4 separate regions of the Mus musculus genome follow, and regions 1, 3 and 4 are each linked to region 2. A link is a contact called in public HiChIP or PLAC-seq and promoter capture Hi-C data. All regions are on one chromosome and are shown on one strand. The core of a region is the stretch at or near the end of the contact, and the rest is flanking DNA. Distances in the headings are between cores, read along the strand shown. Region 1 overlaps Vps35l (VPS35 endosomal protein sorting factor like). Region 2 overlaps Gprc5b (G protein-coupled receptor, family C, group 5, member B). Region 3 overlaps Vps35l (VPS35 endosomal protein sorting factor like). Region 4 holds the start of Vps35l (VPS35 endosomal protein sorting factor like).

Region 1 (2,739 bases), core at 238-2,737, 160 kb after region 2:
AAAATAAATAAAATAAAATTTGAAGACTGGCCGGGCGTGGTGGCACACGCCTTTAATCCCAGCACTCGGGAGGCAGAGGCAGGTGGATTTCTGAGTTCGAGGCCAGCCTGGTCTACAAAGTGAGTTCCAGGACAGCCAGGGCTATACAGAGAAACCCTGTCTCGGAAAAAAAAAAAAAAAAAAAAATTGAAGACTGTTGCACAGGAAAGAATTCCATGTCTCTTACAATCCTGGACACAGACCCTACAGTAGAATCTGCTATTCTTACTTTCTTAAATGATTCTTCTGTCAGAATGCCTTCTAATCATTTGTCTTTCTGCCAAAAGACCTGCTTATCGGGTCAGAGAAGCTTCTGTGTGGCAGTGGGCAACAGTCAGTGGAGAGATGCATAGCTGGTTAGTGCTAAAAGGGGCCAAGCACGCGGCCTAAAGAAAACATCTATACTGAACCCCCACCACCACCACCACCGAGGCCCAGAGGAAGAATACAAGAGCCAGAAGATGGGGAAAGGCACTGGGAGATGCTGTTTTCTGGACAAGATGTGGCCGTCCGTCACACTGAAACTCACAGCAGCTGTGCTATCTGCCTGAGACCTTCATAAGACAGGGAGCCAAGAGCCCAGCATAGAACCTCCATGCCCTGAGCCTCACTGAGACGCTACTGGCATCTGATAGCTGCGAGGAGAGCTTCCCCATGCTCCAGTGAGCGTCCACGTCCATGTACATATGGGTAATTCTACCTCAACTCAGTGGTCACCAAAACACAAATCAAACAGACTTAAAACTTGGAAGGAGGATCGGGTCAGAGGGGAAAATAGGGGCACGGAATTATCAAAAATAAAGAAAAATCTAAATATATAAGAAATCTAGCCCAATTAGTTTCAATTATGTTGTATGTTATGTATACTTGACTACAATAAAAAAGACAAAAGAACCAAAACTACACCTGACATTCCCGGGCTTCCCAGACCTCCCAGCAGAGGCAGGTGCCAGGACTCTACCATGTCTGTCTGTCTCCTGCAGAGAAGTTCACGCCCGGTGACTCTGCTGCCCTGGAAAACTTTCTGAAGCTCCAGAGCAGAGCACTCCGCAGGGGGACCTGAAACTGCCCCACATGGTCGTTACTATCTTCCTGTGTATGTGTGTGCTGCTGAGTGGCCCACACAATGTCTATTATTACCCATTAAAGTGGCAGCAGCTTTGTCCTTGGCTCCTCTCACTCACCACACCCAGTTCCTATCTAAAGGAGGAACTCGGTTATTTAAGGGCTAGGCACAAAAGTTCCAAGGCAAATTCTTATTCCATTCCCAGAAGGCGCACCGCACCCCATACAGAAAATGTCTGGAGACTTCCCCAAACAAAACTCAGTTAAAAAAAAAATGTCTGCAAGTGAAAACAGGTTTTCTTCAGTCTAGAGCTGAAATGACCCTGTCAACATCCAATTTCCTGTTTAAACAACAAAACAACAGCAGCAACAACAAAACACAAAACTGTAACTTTTAAAATGTTTAACAGATGGGAGTCTTCACTATGTTGACCAGATTGAACTGGATCGAAACTCCTAGGTTAAAATAAAACCATCCAGCCGGGCAGTGGTGGCACATGTCTTTAATCCCAGCACTTGGAAGGCAGAGGCAGGCAGATTTCTGAGTTTGAAGCCAGCCTGGTCTACAGAGTGAGTTCCAGGACAGCCAGGACTACACAGAGAAACCCTGTCTCGAAAAACCAAAAAAAAAAAAAAAAAAAAAGCCATCCTCCTGTCTCAGCCTCCACCTGCTGGGGATGCAAGTTTTAGCACAGCCAAGGCTACCTATACAGAGAAACCATGTCTTGGAAAAAAAAAGTGTATTGCTACTTCATAAGTGTAATTTTGCTACTGTTATTTATTGTAATGTAAATATCTGATATGCAGGATATCTGATATAGGACACAGGTCCCCCACCCTTAAAGGGCTCACTGCAGCCACTGTAGCAGAATCAATGAATTCCAGGCCTCAAAAAGTAAGGTAAATGGCTCTGGAGGAACAAAACCTGTTACTGACCTAGGATTGTACATGCAAGAGTACACATAGGTGCATTTACACACTCACAGACACAAGCATGTACACACACACACACTCACACTCACAGGAGCACACACCAGGTCCTGAAAACTAGATGTGTTGCAACCACAACATGAAGATGCCTTTGGCAAGGCCACAGGGTCCAGGGGCCAGCCGGCCACTGAGGTTTAATCCTGTTACTGGCCACCTGCGCGTCTGCAACAGACTCTGCTCTTAAAGCGACACGAGGGCCACTGTTTCAATGATGCCAAAACGGAGCAAGCTTTACACAAGTACAGATGCCTAGAGACATTTAAGTGGCATATTCATTATGGCTTAATTGTTACCACTGACAGCTTAATACAACCTTGTCTTCGCCACACGGATTCGGCTACATGCCCTTTCCGTTCGAGTTGGACATCAATATTTAATGTGGAGGTCCGCTGGAGACATACAAATTATTTCCAATTTTCATCATCACCGAACCAACGTTCCAAAGGGTGTCAATCTACACTCTCTCTCTCTCATCCCAAGAGTGTCCAGAGCTCTACACTGAGCCCAGCTTGCTTGGCTCCCAAGTTACCTCCTACGTGCGGGACAGGGCAGGTGTAGGGACTGTGTGTCCTCCCTGCAAAGCACCCAGAGGGCTGTGCATTGTGTCTGTGAGTAGCAAGCCTAGCTTTCCCTAAGCACTATGGA
Region 2 (2,700 bases), core at 128-2,627:
TGACAGTGAAGATCGCCATTCGCCTGATGAGATGCTGAGGGTGGAGCCTAAAGCCTCAGGGATGCTAGGCTAAAGCTCTGCCAGGGAGCCAAAGACCAGATTTTAATTTGACTGCATCATTTTGGTGGGTTTTGACAAAAGCAGTGTGACCTGTATCCACCTTGAAGTATCACACAGAACAGTTTCATCATCCTGAAATGCTCCCCTTGCCCCAGGCAGCACCCAACCACCACTAACAGCCTTCACCTTCTGGATTCTAGTTTGGCGTGATGCGAGAAGCCCTCATAGGCTGGCTCCTGTCACTCAGAAACACGTACTTGAATTTTCTACGTTGTTTCAAGTTGGTTTTTCTTTATTTAAAAAGAAACTTAATCTCTTAAAAGTACAGAAACCGAGGCCTGGGGAGACAGCTCAGTTGGTAAAGTGCTTGTTGTTCAAGCATGAGGACCGGCGTTTTATCCCCAGAACCAGTGTGATGCTCACTTGTGAGTCTGGAGCTGGGAGGCAGAGACTGGTGGGTCCCTGAGATTCCCTGTCCAGCCAGCCTAGGCAGTGAGGCACCGTCTAGAACCAAGGGAGGGGCTGCAGAGCTGTTAAGAGGATTGATGTTCTTCTGAGGATCTGAGTTCGTTCCCAGTATCCACATCGGGCAGCTTGGCAGCTCCAACACCCTTTTTTGGCTTCTGCATCTGCGCGTGCGCACACACACTCTCAGAGAGACAGAGACAATAGACACACACAGACAGACATGCGGGCGGATAGGTGTGCACACACACACACCATGACACAGAGTACACTAAATAGCTCCATGTGGACCCCAACATTTGGCATGCAGCAACAGGAGGACCAGGAATCTAACTAGGGCCAGTGTGGCCGACCTTAGATGGTGTCTTTAAAAGGACAGTAACTCAGAACACCTGTGCCTACGTTCAGAGGTAGAGTGTTCACCCATTTGGCCATCATTGCTTCGGACCTTCTATTACTCTTTTGGGAATAACCCAAACAAGAGAGTAATTTTCCAGTGTTGACAGTCACTGTCCTGTACATGCAGTCGCCAGCTCTGCAGCATCCAGAAATAGTGGTGGCTTTTGACTGATATGGTAAATACAGACCTGTACTGTTCTACAGTGAGGTAAAGACTCTTATCCAAAGAGTCCTGACAGCCCAGAGGTGACTGTCACCCAGCCTGGCTGTAGCTGTTTGGGGAGAGCAGGACTTCAGAAAGTTCCCAACCCTTCTGAAGCTGGATCAGTCTCCTAGAGAACTGAGAACAAAGCCCCTTTGTGACTTTTGTTTTGAATCAGGCTTGTGACAAAGGGGAGGAGCCACTGTGGTGGGTGGATAGAGGTACCCAGAGGGGAGGAGCTGGTTGCTTCAGAAAAACAAAATTCTCTTCCTTCCTCTCTCCCTCCCCCTTATCCCTCTGTTCCCCTCCCCCATCCTCTCCCCCACACTCTCACTGGTGTTGTCATCCCGGGAACTCCGTCCTCAGCTCTCCGATCAGCAGTGGGCTTTTCCAATGGAAGCTTGGAGCAAAGATCTAGCAGCCTGGGAAAGAAGCCCAGCAGCTTGGGAAACCGGCCCAGTGCACCGTTCAGAAGCAATGTGTATCAGCCGACCGAGATGGCCGTCGTGCTCAATGGAGGGACTGTAAGTATCAAAATCTGATGTCTGGGCAGGAGGCCTGAGCGCGTCCGTCCCGTGTGGGGCAGCTTCAGCTGGGTACACCTGGAGGCTGCTTCTCTGGGCTGCTCACTGCAGCTCCATGCATGCACGCCTTCCATTTTTTGTCTGTCCCCCTTGTCATAAGGAAAACTCACCCATACTCAGAAAGCCATCTATAGATGCCTACCTACTGCTCGAGGCTCTTCACCTGATGAATTTTCCTCCATAAGCACAGCTCCCCCAACCCTGTCCCAGAAAGGTGACTCTAAGGAAAAGATTTCTGTGAGGGTGCTCTCAGCCTTGCTAACATCCATCAGGAGGCTCAAGCCCCCTGGTCCCTACTCCATCCAGAACCTACCCCCACCACCACCACCAAGCTGGGTACCAGGTCCCCCTTCCCTAAGGGAAGTTGAAGTTGAGTCCCTCACACACCAAAGCAGCTGTACTTATCTGTCGCCAAACAGGCCTGCAGCAGAAAGTGTTACCTTTGGCTTTTTGCCTCCGTTGGAATGACTTTGCTTCATTCCAGCAAAATCCAAAGAGGCTCTCATTCCTACATCCACCTTCCAGACATAGCTCTGTGCTTCTCAGAAACAATGCATGAGCCGGTTCACATGTACACATTTGATTTTCATTCTTTATTTTGTGCCAATTCCATAAATCAATCTGGCTTTTTTTTTTTTTTTAATAGACCATCAGGGATGGTCTTTGATCCCTGGAGGAAAGGAAGGGAATTTTGGTTTTTCTGCCCTGTGAAGGAAGGCCCTGCTAGGCTCTGATTCACTTTGCTTTGATCAAGCTATAAGACAAATAGAAACAAACAAGCTATAAGACAAATAGAAACACAGATTTGTGTTCTTAAATCTTCCTATCACCTCCTGGGCTGTTTCTTTGTCCTGGGGCCAAGAAAAGCCTGACTTGACTTGTGACCACTGATCTCCAGAGGGGTCAGCCCATGTGCCGTAATCAACACAGCCTGTCCGTCATTCCTAAGTCCTCCTGGTTCCTTCAAGGCCAGTGTAGGGAAGAGGACAG
Region 3 (2,700 bases), core at 106-2,605, 210 kb after region 2:
AGGATTTCACGACGGAGCCCAAACTAACTTTGCACTCACAATCCTTCTGTCTCCGTCTCCTGGGTGCTGGTATAGGCTGAATTCCAGGCATGTTCCTCCACACCGAGCTACCTAGTGTCTTTTCTTTTTATACTCCGAACTCATTTCAGTTTGCCAGCCACATCTCAAGTACTCAAGAGCAACACGGGGCTGGTGGCCACTGGACCAGACAGTGCAGGCACAGCTGTGACCCTTCTGCACTGGGCCTACCCTTCTATGGCGAGACCAGGTAGCTCCAAGGGCTAAAGGGCTCATATAGACCTAAAGCTGTGTACAGCTGTTTCCTTCTGAGAGATGTTTGTATCAAAGTTTTAAGGAGATGGGTGGATAAATGGGCAGGTGAGTAGATGGATGGTCAGTGCGAAGACAGATGGGGGTGGAGCAGGGGGGTCAGGAGGGCAGGTAAACAGATGTGGGGGAGAGATAGATAGAGGATGGCTGAGAGGGTAGATGGATGATATCTGGGTGGATGGACAAGGAGGGCCAGGGAAGGGAAAGAGGAGGAGGGGGGAGAGAGAAGGGAGTGGGGCAGGGAAGAAGGAAGGGAAAAGGTTAAACTATGGGTCACTGCCACTATCACTGTCTCCTTGTCCCTGGGCAAGAACCGCTGCCAGGACCAGGATGAGGGACGAAATGACAGCCCAGGCAGCCGCTGCAGCTTGTGTGAGCTGAACAGGGCAAAGGAAAGGAAGCCGTAGCTGAAGATGCTGCATCTGAACACATCGTCACAATTGCTCCTGTGACAACACAAGTCCATCATCCACCTGTCCCATTAGAACCTCCTGGGAATTTAAAATTGATTGGCAATGAATTTAACGCCAACATCATTTATGTATAGGCTGAGGAGCTGGGGCATCTGCTACTATTGATTTATCGGACATCCCTTCATACATACGCAGTTTTTACTTAAGCAATTTGCTTCTTGGAGAGAAAGGCCCATATGAAACAGGAGCGTGGCTCTGAGCAGCAGCAGAGAAGTTGACCTGTAGCCAGGTCTCACTCCACCCTCTCCCCTTTTCCTGCATTCTAATGACTTGCCTGCTTGCAAACCTTCTGATGGCTCCGGACGACAGAGACAACCAGACTTCAAACACGTTTCTTTCAACACATTGAATTAAAAACCTTATCCATTTTCAATAAATCCCGACTTGATTAAAACCGTCTAACGGCGGTTCTGAGCAGGCTGGTGCCAGCAAGCCCAGGAAGCATGACATTACCTGGCAAGGCACTGCGGCTGTCCACACACATCGAGGAGATGCGCTCATAGACCAGCTTTCCTAGGACAAGAAGACATATGGTGTTGACGTCACACACCACAGGAGCAAACACTAAATAAATGTTACTAATTAGAAGCAGGAAAATGGCACCTGGCAGCAGGCATTCACTCGTGAGTGTATGCTGCCACCTAGTGGCACACACTTTTAGCCTTGGTTTGTTTGTTTTTTTTTTTTCCTGCAAAGAGGAAGCTGATTTTCACACGAATTCACGGGGTTTACCTAGGTAGTTAGGTTAAAAATAATTACAGAATGTTGTAGCCCTCAAGATTCGGGTCAGATATTCATTCTCTGATCTCACTGACTTGACTTCTGACCACCGGCCACTTATTTACATCTGCTGGCCTAAGCTGGGCATGGCTGGAGCTGAATCCAGTGTAGGGCACTTTCTGTGAAGTGTGGGGACACCTCGCTGCTCTGGCCTGAGTTCCAGGTTCTTTTTCTCTTCTCACTCAGGTGCTGATCGCCTCTGGCAGGGTGGTAGCTGGGAACGCACAGGCCTGGGCCCGTCTTGGAGCTTTGAAAGTCAAAGATTTGGGGAATGTGACTAGAATGTGAACTTTGGACCACATTGCTGCAAATCCTTGTGCGTGCTCAGGTGTGGAAGACACTAATTATCCGAGTATCTAGAAATGGTGGCCAGTGTCTGCTAGACCAATACTTCTCAGGCCAGCATGCGGCAGAGCCCTGGAGCCCCTGGAGCCCCAAAGATCACCATCTAGTGTGATGTCTCTGTCTATCCCAGGGGCTCCCGCAGAAGTGGTCTGGGTGCAGCCAAGATATGTCAGAGATGTCAGTGTACAGCCAAACTGAGAAGCCCAGCTTAGAACCTCACCCTATACACACACACACACACACACACACACACCCTGCAGACTCTGGAAGCCTCACGGAATGTGCTCCAATGCCAGTGCCCAGGCCCACTGCCTCTTTTCCTTCCTATGTTTTTCTAACCCAGGATCACAAGGGTGAAGAGAGAGAGGGAGACATTTCCTCTCTGCCACAGGGACACAATGGACAGAGGCACTGCTTGTCCCTGAGCACGCTGAGGAACAGCACACCGAGGGAGGGACTCTTACAAACTCCTTTACTTCCTATACAAAAGCCTGCCACCTCTCTAGAAACAGTCTTCAGGAAATACACCTCGCACTGTAAGCAGCTGCTAACTATGTCATTTCTGGCCAAATAACTTGTTTTTCTTTTGTTCGGGTGGTAGACACTGTCTGGGGAAATAACCATCTTGGCTAGAGTTCATTCTGCATGCGTGTGCGTGTGGAGGGACGGATGCCTGCATTGCGCATGTCCATGAGCAAAGATGAAGGTCAGGGGAGAATGTTGGGTCTCCTCTGTGACTCTCTGCCTTTATTCTTTTGTGTTGGGACTCTCA
Region 4 (2,700 bases), core at 21-2,520, 240 kb after region 2:
GGCCAAAAAGCCAGAGGGTTGATGTTGGTTATGTTCAAGGCCTAGCGCTACAAATTTCTTTCATGCTCAAACGCAGAAATTTTGCCCCTGAGATGCAAGGTCTCCAACGTCCAACCACATTATCATCCGCTTATCCTATGTGGGTTCTTTATCGACACAAATCACCTGTGACAACCTAAAGGTCACCTCACTTCTAAGCACAAAAAGGCCCGTATGCCAGTCACTTGGGTACACACTATTCCTTCCTGCTTGGTGAGCTCGTATGCATCCTGCAAGACCCAGTTGAAGGCTCTTCTCTGCAGTCTACCCAAGCCGCCAGGGGAGTTGACTGACTGCCCCCTCTCTCCTTTGGGCGTGTCCTCTCTCTAATACGTTCTACTACGTTGAACAACGAGGTAAAGAAGCGTGTCTGGGGACCCTACATAGAGTAGGGTGAATGGTCCCACTTTACAGATGAGAAAGTCTAAGGAGCTCAAGGAACAAGCGACCAGGTCTCCCAGGTGCAGACTCCGGGCGAATTCATCCCCTTCCCCAGAACTCCCAGGCGTGCCAACGTCTCCCAAGGAGGCGGAAGCCTTGGATGGAGTCCGTCTGAGTGAAGGAGCTGCGGAACAGAGGAGAGGAGCAGAGTACTGACAGCGGTTCTGCTCTTCCGTAGTCCTGACAGCCCGGGCGGGGACGGAGGCCACCGATCCCAACAAGGAGGACTGCCCACCCCCACTGAGAGGAGCCCTCCCCGAAGCCTACTAGCGGGTTTTTCCTTACCAGGGAAAGACAGCCATCTTCCCAGTCACATGATCGCCTGTTTTCCGCGTCCAGCCCCTTTTCTCACATCCAGGGAAGCTCGGCCCCGCCCCAGACGCCATGATTGTGAAGGGCAGCTTCCGCTCTGAAGATCCCGGGCTCCGTCATCCGCCATGATTGTGAGGGGCAACTTCCTCCGGATTCCGATCCTCCGCAGTTGTATCGGGCAATGGCCCGGCAAAACCCAAGCTCCGTCATCGGCCTTGATTTTATTTTTTCTTTTTATTTTGTTAATAGAAATCCATTTACGTCTGCCTCCGAATGATGGGATTAAAGGCCTGCATCACCACGCCTTGCTTAAATCCCATTCGTATTATGTAAATATGTGCACGGAGGTCAGTGGATAACGGACAGGTGTTGGTCCTTTCTTCGCTTGGCACTAGATGCCATTACCTTCTGAGCCATCCCATTCACACACACACACACACACACACACACACACACGATGCCATTACCTTCTGAGCCATCCCATTCACACACACACACACACACACACACACACACACACACACACACACACACACACACACCGCCCCCCAGTCTTGTAAGGGGTAAGACGCCACTGGCTGCTTGGCCCGCCTGCGCCCTCTAGTGACAAAAAGGAGTGCACACACCCATCCCTGCTGAGGGCCAGACACAAGTGATTATGAAGTGAATTCTGTTTGGTGTGGGTTCTCTTCATGCTTCGTAAGGATGAACACTTTGGGCATTTTCCCCCCACTACTGACAATCTACGTCCGAATACGGGCAAGCAAGTTCTGTTCTTGACCACAGAACTTTGGCGCTCCTGTTTTAAGCCCCACCCCACCCCACCCCCATGGATAAATTATGATAGGGTGACTGCACTCAATGCACTTTGCCCACTCCCTTCTCAATAGAAACTTCTGGAGTATCTATCATTAATCACTTGTTTTTGGAAAACTGATGCTCAAAGCTGGTGAGTGTCAAACTCTAACTCAAATAAGAATGGATTAAGACTGGGAAATTAGCAGACTGTCTATTCATACCATCCTGGTTCTACTCCCAAGTGCATTTCCTTATGGAAAGAGCAGCATCCTCTTATGCGTTCTGGAAAAGGCAACGGAATATACTTTAACTAGGACTGACATTTTCAGAGTCCCAGTTTCTTCCTCTGTGAAACTGAGCTAACTGCTAAGGTGACAGGAGGTTATAAAATCCCTGTCTCCGGGGCAAACCTCAGATGCTGTAGTTAGTGAGGCAGGCAAGACAGGCTGCTCTTGGTTGGCCTTTGCTCTCAGAGCCTTTCTCTCTGTAGCGCTGACCCTGGTCTATAACAGAGCAGGGCATCTACTGTAAATGGGCATGCCACTTGCCTGGGGACTGTAAAACAGTGGCTCTGGGATAGTTGTGTGTACAATTCTAGGGGACACTGCTGTTGGTGGTTCCTTTGAAAGAATGGTAGCAGTTTGGGTGGTAAGAAGCAACTATGAGGCACTAAAGGCAGGGGACCAATTGTCCTTCGTACATTCGTCAAACCCATCCCATCTTATGTATAAAATAGATGATGGGGAACTATCATAAAACAGGCTACATTTCTGGAAAGGATAGATAACTAAAGGGTTCTTCTTACCACATGCTAAGACCATGGTTTTGTGGCATCTCTGTCAGTGTCCCTAAAGAACTGTAAAATCTGGGCTGGAGAAATGCGTTATCTGGTAAGCACTTGCTGTTCTTCCAGAAAACCCAGATTTGATTTCTAGAACCCAAACTCACAACCATCTGTATCTCCAGTCCCAGGGGATCTGATGCCCTCTTCTGGCCTACAGAGGTACATGTGGTATAGAGACACACATACAGGCAAAATATTTATATACATCAAATAACTAAGTCTAAAAAAAAGAATCTTTTAAAGAAACTGGAGAAGGGCCATGGAAA

What was found. HiChIP or PLAC-seq counts read pairs in DNA pulled down with a chosen protein or histone mark. Capture Hi-C pulls out chosen DNA fragments and counts their contacts.
Region 1: a promoter capture Hi-C map of adipose tissue shows a contact between it and region 2. The contact joins two enhancer-like sites. A contact is called at or near these places in 4 of 39 promoter capture datasets (maxillary cranial neural crest, neural stem cells, pre-B cells and 1 more), 2 of 484 Hi-C or Micro-C datasets (bone marrow-derived macrophages and embryonic fibroblasts), 5 of 115 datasets of contacts at active chromatin or transcription factors (embryonic basal ganglia, embryonic forebrain, embryonic midbrain and 1 more) and 3 of 9 other capture datasets (adipose tissue, liver and pancreatic islet).
Region 3: a promoter capture Hi-C map of adipose tissue shows a contact between it and region 2. The contact joins two enhancer-like sites. A contact is called at or near these places in 1 of 15 datasets of contacts at CTCF or cohesin (the NIH/3T3 cell line), 10 of 484 Hi-C or Micro-C datasets (bone marrow-derived macrophages, cerebellar granule neurons, cerebellum and 7 more), 13 of 115 datasets of contacts at active chromatin or transcription factors (double positive thymocytes, embryonic basal ganglia, embryonic fibroblasts and 9 more) and 3 of 9 other capture datasets (adipose tissue, liver and pancreatic islet).
Region 4: a contact with region 2 is called in an H3K4me3 HiChIP or PLAC-seq map of stem cell-derived neural progenitor cells, with 34 read pairs. The contact joins the promoter of Vps35l here to the enhancer-like site in region 2. A contact is called at or near these places in 5 of 39 promoter capture datasets (the C10 cell line, embryonic stem cells, neural stem cells and 2 more), 4 of 484 Hi-C or Micro-C datasets (bone marrow-derived macrophages, cortical glia, cranial neural crest and 1 more), 21 of 115 datasets of contacts at active chromatin or transcription factors (T-cell acute lymphoblastic leukemia, bone marrow-derived macrophages, craniofacial prominence and 14 more) and 3 of 9 other capture datasets (adipose tissue, liver and pancreatic islet).

What each region holds. Positions count from the first base shown.
Region 1 is chr7:118,819,984-118,822,722 of GRCm38.p6, reverse strand. The region is part of intron 26 of Vps35l (VPS35 endosomal protein sorting factor like); the gene reads right to left. Among named protein-coding and RNA genes, the nearest start is that of Gm26147, 11 kb to the left of the region's middle. Within about 2 kb of position 1,487, at least 29 of the 459 cell types and tissues checked have an H3K27ac peak or open chromatin away from gene starts, as enhancers often do. A contact at or near this core is called in adipose tissue, where this site is marked.
Region 2 is chr7:118,975,463-118,978,162 of GRCm38.p6, reverse strand. Gprc5b (G protein-coupled receptor, family C, group 5, member B) reads left to right here. Exons shown (of 4, transcript NM_022420.2): 3 at 1,493-1,650. Among named protein-coding and RNA genes, the nearest start is that of Gm39076, 8.3 kb to the left of the region's middle. Within about 2 kb of position 1,377, at least 121 of the 459 cell types and tissues checked have an H3K27ac peak or open chromatin away from gene starts, as enhancers often do. A contact at or near this core is called in adipose tissue, cerebellar granule neurons, cerebellum and 8 more, where this site is marked.
Region 3 is chr7:118,764,981-118,767,680 of GRCm38.p6, reverse strand. It overlaps Vps35l (VPS35 endosomal protein sorting factor like), which reads right to left. Exons shown (of 31, transcript NM_027815.4): 9 at 1,257-1,316. Among named protein-coding and RNA genes, the nearest start is that of Vps35l, 26 kb to the right of the region's middle. Within about 2 kb of position 1,355, at least 54 of the 459 cell types and tissues checked have an H3K27ac peak or open chromatin away from gene starts, as enhancers often do. A contact at or near this core is called in adipose tissue, cerebellar granule neurons, cerebellum and 2 more, where this site is marked.
Region 4 is chr7:118,738,841-118,741,540 of GRCm38.p6, reverse strand. Vps35l (VPS35 endosomal protein sorting factor like) reads right to left here and starts at 1,270. Exons shown (of 31, transcript NM_027815.4): 1 at 766-1,270. The coding sequence starts at 866.